Linked DNA regions of Mus musculus: region 2 is linked to region 1. The links are chromatin contacts, called in public HiChIP or PLAC-seq maps. All regions are on one chromosome and are shown on one strand. The core of a region is the stretch at or near the end of the contact, and the rest is flanking DNA. Distances in the headings are between cores, read along the strand shown. Region 1 holds the start of Spocd1 (SPOC domain-containing protein 1). Region 2 holds the start of Taf12 (TATA-box binding protein associated factor 12).

The links. HiChIP or PLAC-seq counts read pairs in DNA pulled down with a chosen protein or histone mark.
Region 2: an H3K27ac HiChIP or PLAC-seq map of large pre-B cells shows a contact between it and region 1, with 2.3 times the contacts expected there. The contact joins the promoter of Taf12 here to the promoter of Spocd1 in region 1.

What each region holds. Positions count from the first base shown.
Region 1 is chr4:129,927,178-129,930,153 of GRCm38.p6, forward strand. Spocd1 (SPOC domain-containing protein 1) reads left to right here and starts at 1,590. Exons shown (of 15, transcript XM_017320505.1): 1 at 1,590-1,621; 2 at 2,072-2,976. The coding sequence starts at 1,620.
Region 2 is chr4:132,272,669-132,275,892 of GRCm38.p6, forward strand. It overlaps Taf12 (TATA-box binding protein associated factor 12), which reads left to right and starts at 1,707. Exons shown (of 6, transcript NM_025579.3): 1 at 1,707-1,819.

The sequences.
Region 1 (2,976 bases), core at 340-2,839:
TTTAAAAATACCCCACGGACATGGGGTATTTTTAACACATGACTGATATTTAAAAATACCCACTGAGGGCCTGGAGATGTGGCTCAATGGGCAGAGTGGTTACCCACCATGCCCGAAACCCTAGCTCCATCCCTAGCATGGCATAAACCACTGTGGTAGTCCACACCTGTGATCCCAGCACCCTGGAAGTGAGAAGATTAAGGCTCCCATTGGTTACTTACTGATTTCTAGGCCAGTCTGAGATTCATGAGGCCAAATCAAATCAAAATTCATAAGAGAGAGAAAGCAATTGACATATTAATTAGATGAAAGATATTTTCAAATATTGCTTCCATTCTCCCATTCCAGTGTGCCTTCCTGCTCTCTTGGGAAGAGGTGAGGTGGAAGTGGCTTCCCAGAATCCCTTGCAACTGGTATTTTATTTGTTGTATCTATTTAATTCGGGGCAGGGTCTTATACACCCAGGCTGGCCTCTGAATTCAAAGGCAGAGGGTGGTGCTGGGCAGACTTCACATTTTACTTTGCTTCTCTCTCTCTCTCTCTCTCTCTCTCTCTCTCTCTCTCTCTCTCTCTCTCTCTCTCTCTGTCTCTCTCTCTTTCCCTTCCTTCTCCCTCCTCCTCCTATTTATTTATTTATTTATTTATTTATTTATTTATTTATTTATTTGTCGTTTTTTTTTTGAGACAGGGTTTCTCTTGTATAGCCCTGGCTGTTCTGGAACTCACTTTGTAGACGAGGCTGGCCTGGAACTCAGAAATCCGCTTGCCTCTGCCTCCCGAGTGCTGGGATTAAAGGTATGGGCCACCATGCCCAATACATTCAATTTTTAAAAATTAAAAAATATTCAAAAACTAAAAACTGGGTGGAGGGGGGAAAGAATAGTAAATAAAGTCACCACATGTGGGATCAATAACTAATTAATCATAAATTATAATATATATAATCAACAACTAATTATACTATTAACAATAAATATAAATAATTAATAGATTAATGGATTATTAAGTGCCATATCACTTGGTTTTTAAATTTTAAGAGCCAAGTGATATGTGCATGGGAGTGTCACCCATAGCTATGAAATCAGGCAAACAAAATCGACCACAAAGAAAAACCCCAAAGTTCCACAGAGTAGAGGGTTGAGAAATGAGAGGAAGTTTAAACTTTTCTATTTCTTGACGTTCTATTCGACTAGAAGGCACATGTGTGTCTAGATATATTGTATGCCAGACAATATTAAAATATCTAATTAGGAAAAATAATCAGATTTGAGTTTAACAATCCCCAGGGGTTTCAGACACCTCCTCCACTCTGTTTACAATCTTAGGCAGCTTTCGGCATCCGGGGGGTCTGCGATTCCTTTGCCCACGCACCCCGCACCCCGCCCGGTCGCGTGGAGGCAGAATGATTGGCACCTCCTCCCAGAAGCCCTCGGCAGGGAGCGAGCGCCTCCTGCTGGACAAGAACGCCAGCACCCCTAGGGAGCCGTTGCTGGGCACCACCAGGTCCTGCCTCCCACCCCTTGGATCCAGGACCATCTTCTCCGCATCACGTGCTTCTTCCCTCAACCCCCCCCCCCGGCCCCCCAGGAGTAGAAGGAGAAGGAGCTGTAGCAGCTCAGATGTAAGCGGTTGGAGCTTTAGGTCGGAGGTCCTAGTGCGTTCAGGGACTGGCTTGATTCAGAGTCCTGTTTATAGGAGTGGGGTATAGATAGGGCTGAGATTTCTGCTCCGTGTGGAGCTGGCTTTTGCATTTCTGGGAGAATCTCCTCTTTTCTGCTCTCTGTGTGCTTTTGGGCAGTCTCTGAACCAGCTAGGGTGAAGCGAGATACCTCATTTCACAGTGTCACTGATAAGTAGTGACTTTTACCCTTTTTCATTTAAGCAGAAAGCTTAAAGGGTAAAAAAGCTCTTGGGAAGCTCAGAGGAGTGGCCCTATCTGGATAGCTTCCCTTCTGCAGACTAGTGCGAGGAGTGGGGGTCGGGGGAGGGAGCATGTCTAGGAGGTGAGTTGGCAAGCCGGGGAGGACTACCCAGTCAGGCTTTCCCTGAGACCTCCCTCTTTTCCACATAGGCCTGTTGACAAGTTTTTAGCCAGGGCTGGTGGACAGAGGACATTGTCTAGGTTCCAGGACTCTCTGTGTGACTTCTTGGCTACTGGAAGCTCCAGAAGTCTTTGTGGTACATCACTGGACTTCCCAGATAGAGTACTGGTCTGTACAGAGGGGCCAGCAGGAATGGAAGAGGCCAGCAGCCCCAGCTTTAGACAAGCCACCACTGTCGAAGGAATGGTTTCCCCAGAGGATCCTACACTCAGCAAAGAGGGGCTCAGTGCAAAGGGCCCGCCCCCATCTCCAGTCCTGCCCCCTTTCCGAAGGAAATGCAGGAAGTGTGGAATCTGTCCCCAGGAGGAGGAAAAGTCAGGTTTTTCCCTGAGGTTTGGTCAAAGACCAGATGGGGACCCTCCCGAGTGTGCTTCTCCAGAGGCCTTTGCAGGTCCCCCAAGGCTTCTTTCTTCTAAGGACACTGAGCCTGGAGAGCCAGGTGGAAGTTGGGTGGAATGTGCTGTAGAAACCGAGGTTGAAAACATGCTCTTTTCTAAGGATGGGGTTGCGCCAGACAGCCTTGATCACCTTTTTGAATTCCCAGGGCTCTTTGGAGGCGAGCCCCTTAGTCTGGTCACCCAGGAGCCTCTTCAGAGTCCAGCACTGTACCCAGAGGTGCTGACTGAGGATTCTACAGATCAGCAGGAAGTACAGCCCGCGTTTGTGGTTGGCAGCCCTGGCACTCCACCTGACCCGGTGGGGCCAGAGGACAAGGCCCAGTCAGGGTCCAGGATGGAGCTGGAACAAGGACTTTCTGCCCCAGCCAATTCCTGTGCTAGCTCCCCAGAGCCCTTGGGTGGGCTCGATGGTGCACCCCTAGAGCAGAGAAGACCTACACATGTGAAGAAGCGGCCTTGGACAAGTCCAGATGACT
Region 2 (3,224 bases), core at 457-2,956, 2.3 Mb after region 1:
ATCCAAGTGTTCATTTATCGCCACACACTTTATTTGACACATGCACCTACTGTGGAGCAGTGGCTAGCTTGAAAACCAGGCTGGCCTCAAACTCAGAAACTGACTTGCCTCTGCCTCCCGAGAGTAGGGGCCAATGGTTTGAGCCAAGATACCCATCCACCCTACCCATCCACCCAATGCTTCCTTAAATACAAATTACCATCTCAATCCTCAGTTTTCATGCCTTTCCACTGAACACTGAATAAAATCCACCCCCCATTTCCACCTGTCCCTTCCTGTCCCCTAACCAAACTTCAGCCTTACTGCTCATCTAGTCTTTTTTTTTGTTTGCTTGTTTTTTTGAGACAGGGTTTCTCTGTGTAGCCCTGGCTGTCCTGGAACTCACTCTGTAGACCAGGCTGGCCTCAAACTCAGAAATCTTGCCCATGCCTCCCAAGTGCTGGGATTAAAGGCATGAGCTAGCACTGCCTAGCGCCTGTAAACTCTTAAGGACAATGATGACTGACTTCCCCAACAGGATATACCCAGCACACAGCAAAAAACAAAAACAAAAACAAAAAAACAGTTTAGTACATCCAAGGATGCAAGCACAAAAACTGATTGGCCAAACTCTGAGAACCATGATAGAAAAATAAAGCTGGGGCTTGAGAGGTGGCTTTCTCTCGAACCTGGCAGTCTTGCAGAGGGCCTGGGTCAATGCCAGCAGTCACATGGTGGCTCACAACTATCTGTAACTTCAATTGCAAGGCTTCAGATACCCTCTTCTGACCTCTTTGTGCACCAGGAATGCACATGGTGTACATATATAAATGCAGACAAAACACTTTTCCGCATAAAATAAATCCAAAAAGAAAAATAAGGTTATAAACAGTTTGCCACTTAATGGTTAAGCCCTTGCATCCAGGATTTTGGACCAAGAGGGTGGATGAGCCTAATGGGATGAAGATACAAAGATAGAATGGATTCTTTATGGGCAGGAACCGTTGATAGCTCTGAGATGTCAGACTTCTATACACTCGTTTGCGAGATCTCTATTTTACTAAGAATCCTTGCCGGGGACTGAAACTGCCTGTTGCTTACATGCCTAGCAAAAAAAAAAAAAAAAAAAGTACTCAAATCTCAGGGCTTAGTGGTTTAACAGTTACTGTACCAGCCCGGGCTTTGGAGTAAGAATTTTCAATTCAAGTTGAGAACCTACATCCCTTAGGAATTTCACGTTTCTTCCACTATTACATGACATACTCCAAGTGAGGGACTGAACCAGTCCCTCACAGACAGCTCTCGTCCAAGTGTATGTTGACTACAGATTAACTAATAGGCACAATCAGCTTCTCTAGTCTCCAAGTTCTCGTGCTGGTTGAGAGTCCCATAGTTGGTATCTATGCAGAACTGCGGTCCCATCCTTATAGCACCACAAAGGCACCAACCAAAAATGGCGACTTGGAAGCTCTCCGAGGCCGTCGGTTACCGGTCACGCTCGTGAAAGAGATGAGTCGTAAAGAAACATCTAGGACAGGGATTCACGCCGTGGTAGGGGACGCAGAGTAGACCCACGCCACCAGCAAGCCACACAGAGCAGAAAGCCCGACCTGCCAAGCCAGGCGCTGGGCTCACAGTCCTACCACGTGTTGTAGTACCATCTGCGCCTGCGCTAGTGAGGCGCGCGCCCGGCGGCCGGAAGAGCCGCGCGTTTCCGGGTTGGAGGCGGGGAGCGGTGCCGGAAGTGCTTGGGGAGGGCCGCGCAGTCGGACCGGCTGCTGAGACGAAAGCTTCACTGGGGCAGTCTCCGCATATCATGGGGAGATAGACGCTGCTGCCTGTGAGTCTTGGGCCCTGGCAGTTGAGGACGAAGAGCGGGAGGAGGGTGTCAGGACCCAGACCCACAGCGGGTCAGTGCTGGAAGAACTAGGCTGTGGAAGAGACGGGGCTGAGGAGCCCAGGCTCTTGGGACGGGACTTGAGGGGTTCGGGCTCGCAGAAGCAGCGGCTGTTGGGGACTCGAGCTCTGAATGAGAGACTTAGGAAACGGGGACGGATGTGGATTCTGCAGCATCTGAGGGAAAGCCTTCTGAGAGGGACAGGATGGTGAGGATCCCGCACTTTATAGGAGGCGAGGGTAGGAACGAAACGGGGCGTGAAGACACAGGCTCCAGAGAGGTAAAAGTGGAGCCCGAGAGGACTCGGGCTCCTAAGAGACAGAAGCGGGACAGTAAAGTCCCAGCTCCTAAGGATTCAGAAACCGGGCAGCAAAGACTTGAGGACTGGAGCTAGAGAAGGAGGCAGAGAAGACTTGAATTTGAAAGGGAATCGAAGCGGGCAGTGAGGACTGGGTCTTCTTTGGGGACAAGATCCGGGCTTTCAGACTCAAGAGTTTCTGGAGGGACAGAGATGTAAGGACCCGAGCTCCTAAAAGTGAAGGAACTAGGGGGTCCTTAACGGCTGGGAGATCAGCCTTCAAGGGAGAAAAGTTGAAAAGGTTTAGCGATCTGTTCTCTGTACCCGGAGGATTAGGATATATATATTCGGGGGAAGACTTCTTGGCGCTGCCTATTTGGCTTTTGGCATTTAGGCTTTTTCTTGTGTCCGTTACTTAACCTAGAAAAGCCACATGAAACGTCTTCGTTTTTCTTCATTATTGTGAATCAGATGTGAAGCTGAAAGCAGTTTGAACTCAGTTATATACTTGATAAGTACCTTAAGCCCTGTTCCATTCAGCCCCCGTTGAGCACAGATCTCTATATCACTAGCAAACTGTCATAGATGGAAGGGCAGCAAAAGAACACTTTGAATTCTTTTACATTTAAGAAAAAGAGGATGCAAAGAGGGATTAGGATCACTGTGAGCCAGATTCTTAGGTTATACAGTACTCTACCATGTACATCGAAGAAGAGATGCTTGCTTGAAATTATTTGAATAAATGCTTTTAGAATCTCTACCCTCAAACTCAGAAGGGATTTTTTTCTAACGGATTTTAATATTTTAGTACCTATTATGTATGGCATTGGCATAAATGTTACAAGGGAGGAAACAAACTTTTAAGTGAAAAGTCTTTTATTTATTTTATTTATTTATAAATTTTATTTTTCAATAAGATGTTGAGAAATTCACAAGTAAATGTGGCCTAGAACATTTTCTAGGGATTGCTTTTAGAAGAGTGACTTGGACCCTGTCATTTCCCTTCATAAAGACCCAGGACTGAAACCTACTCAGATGAATCGTGCACAA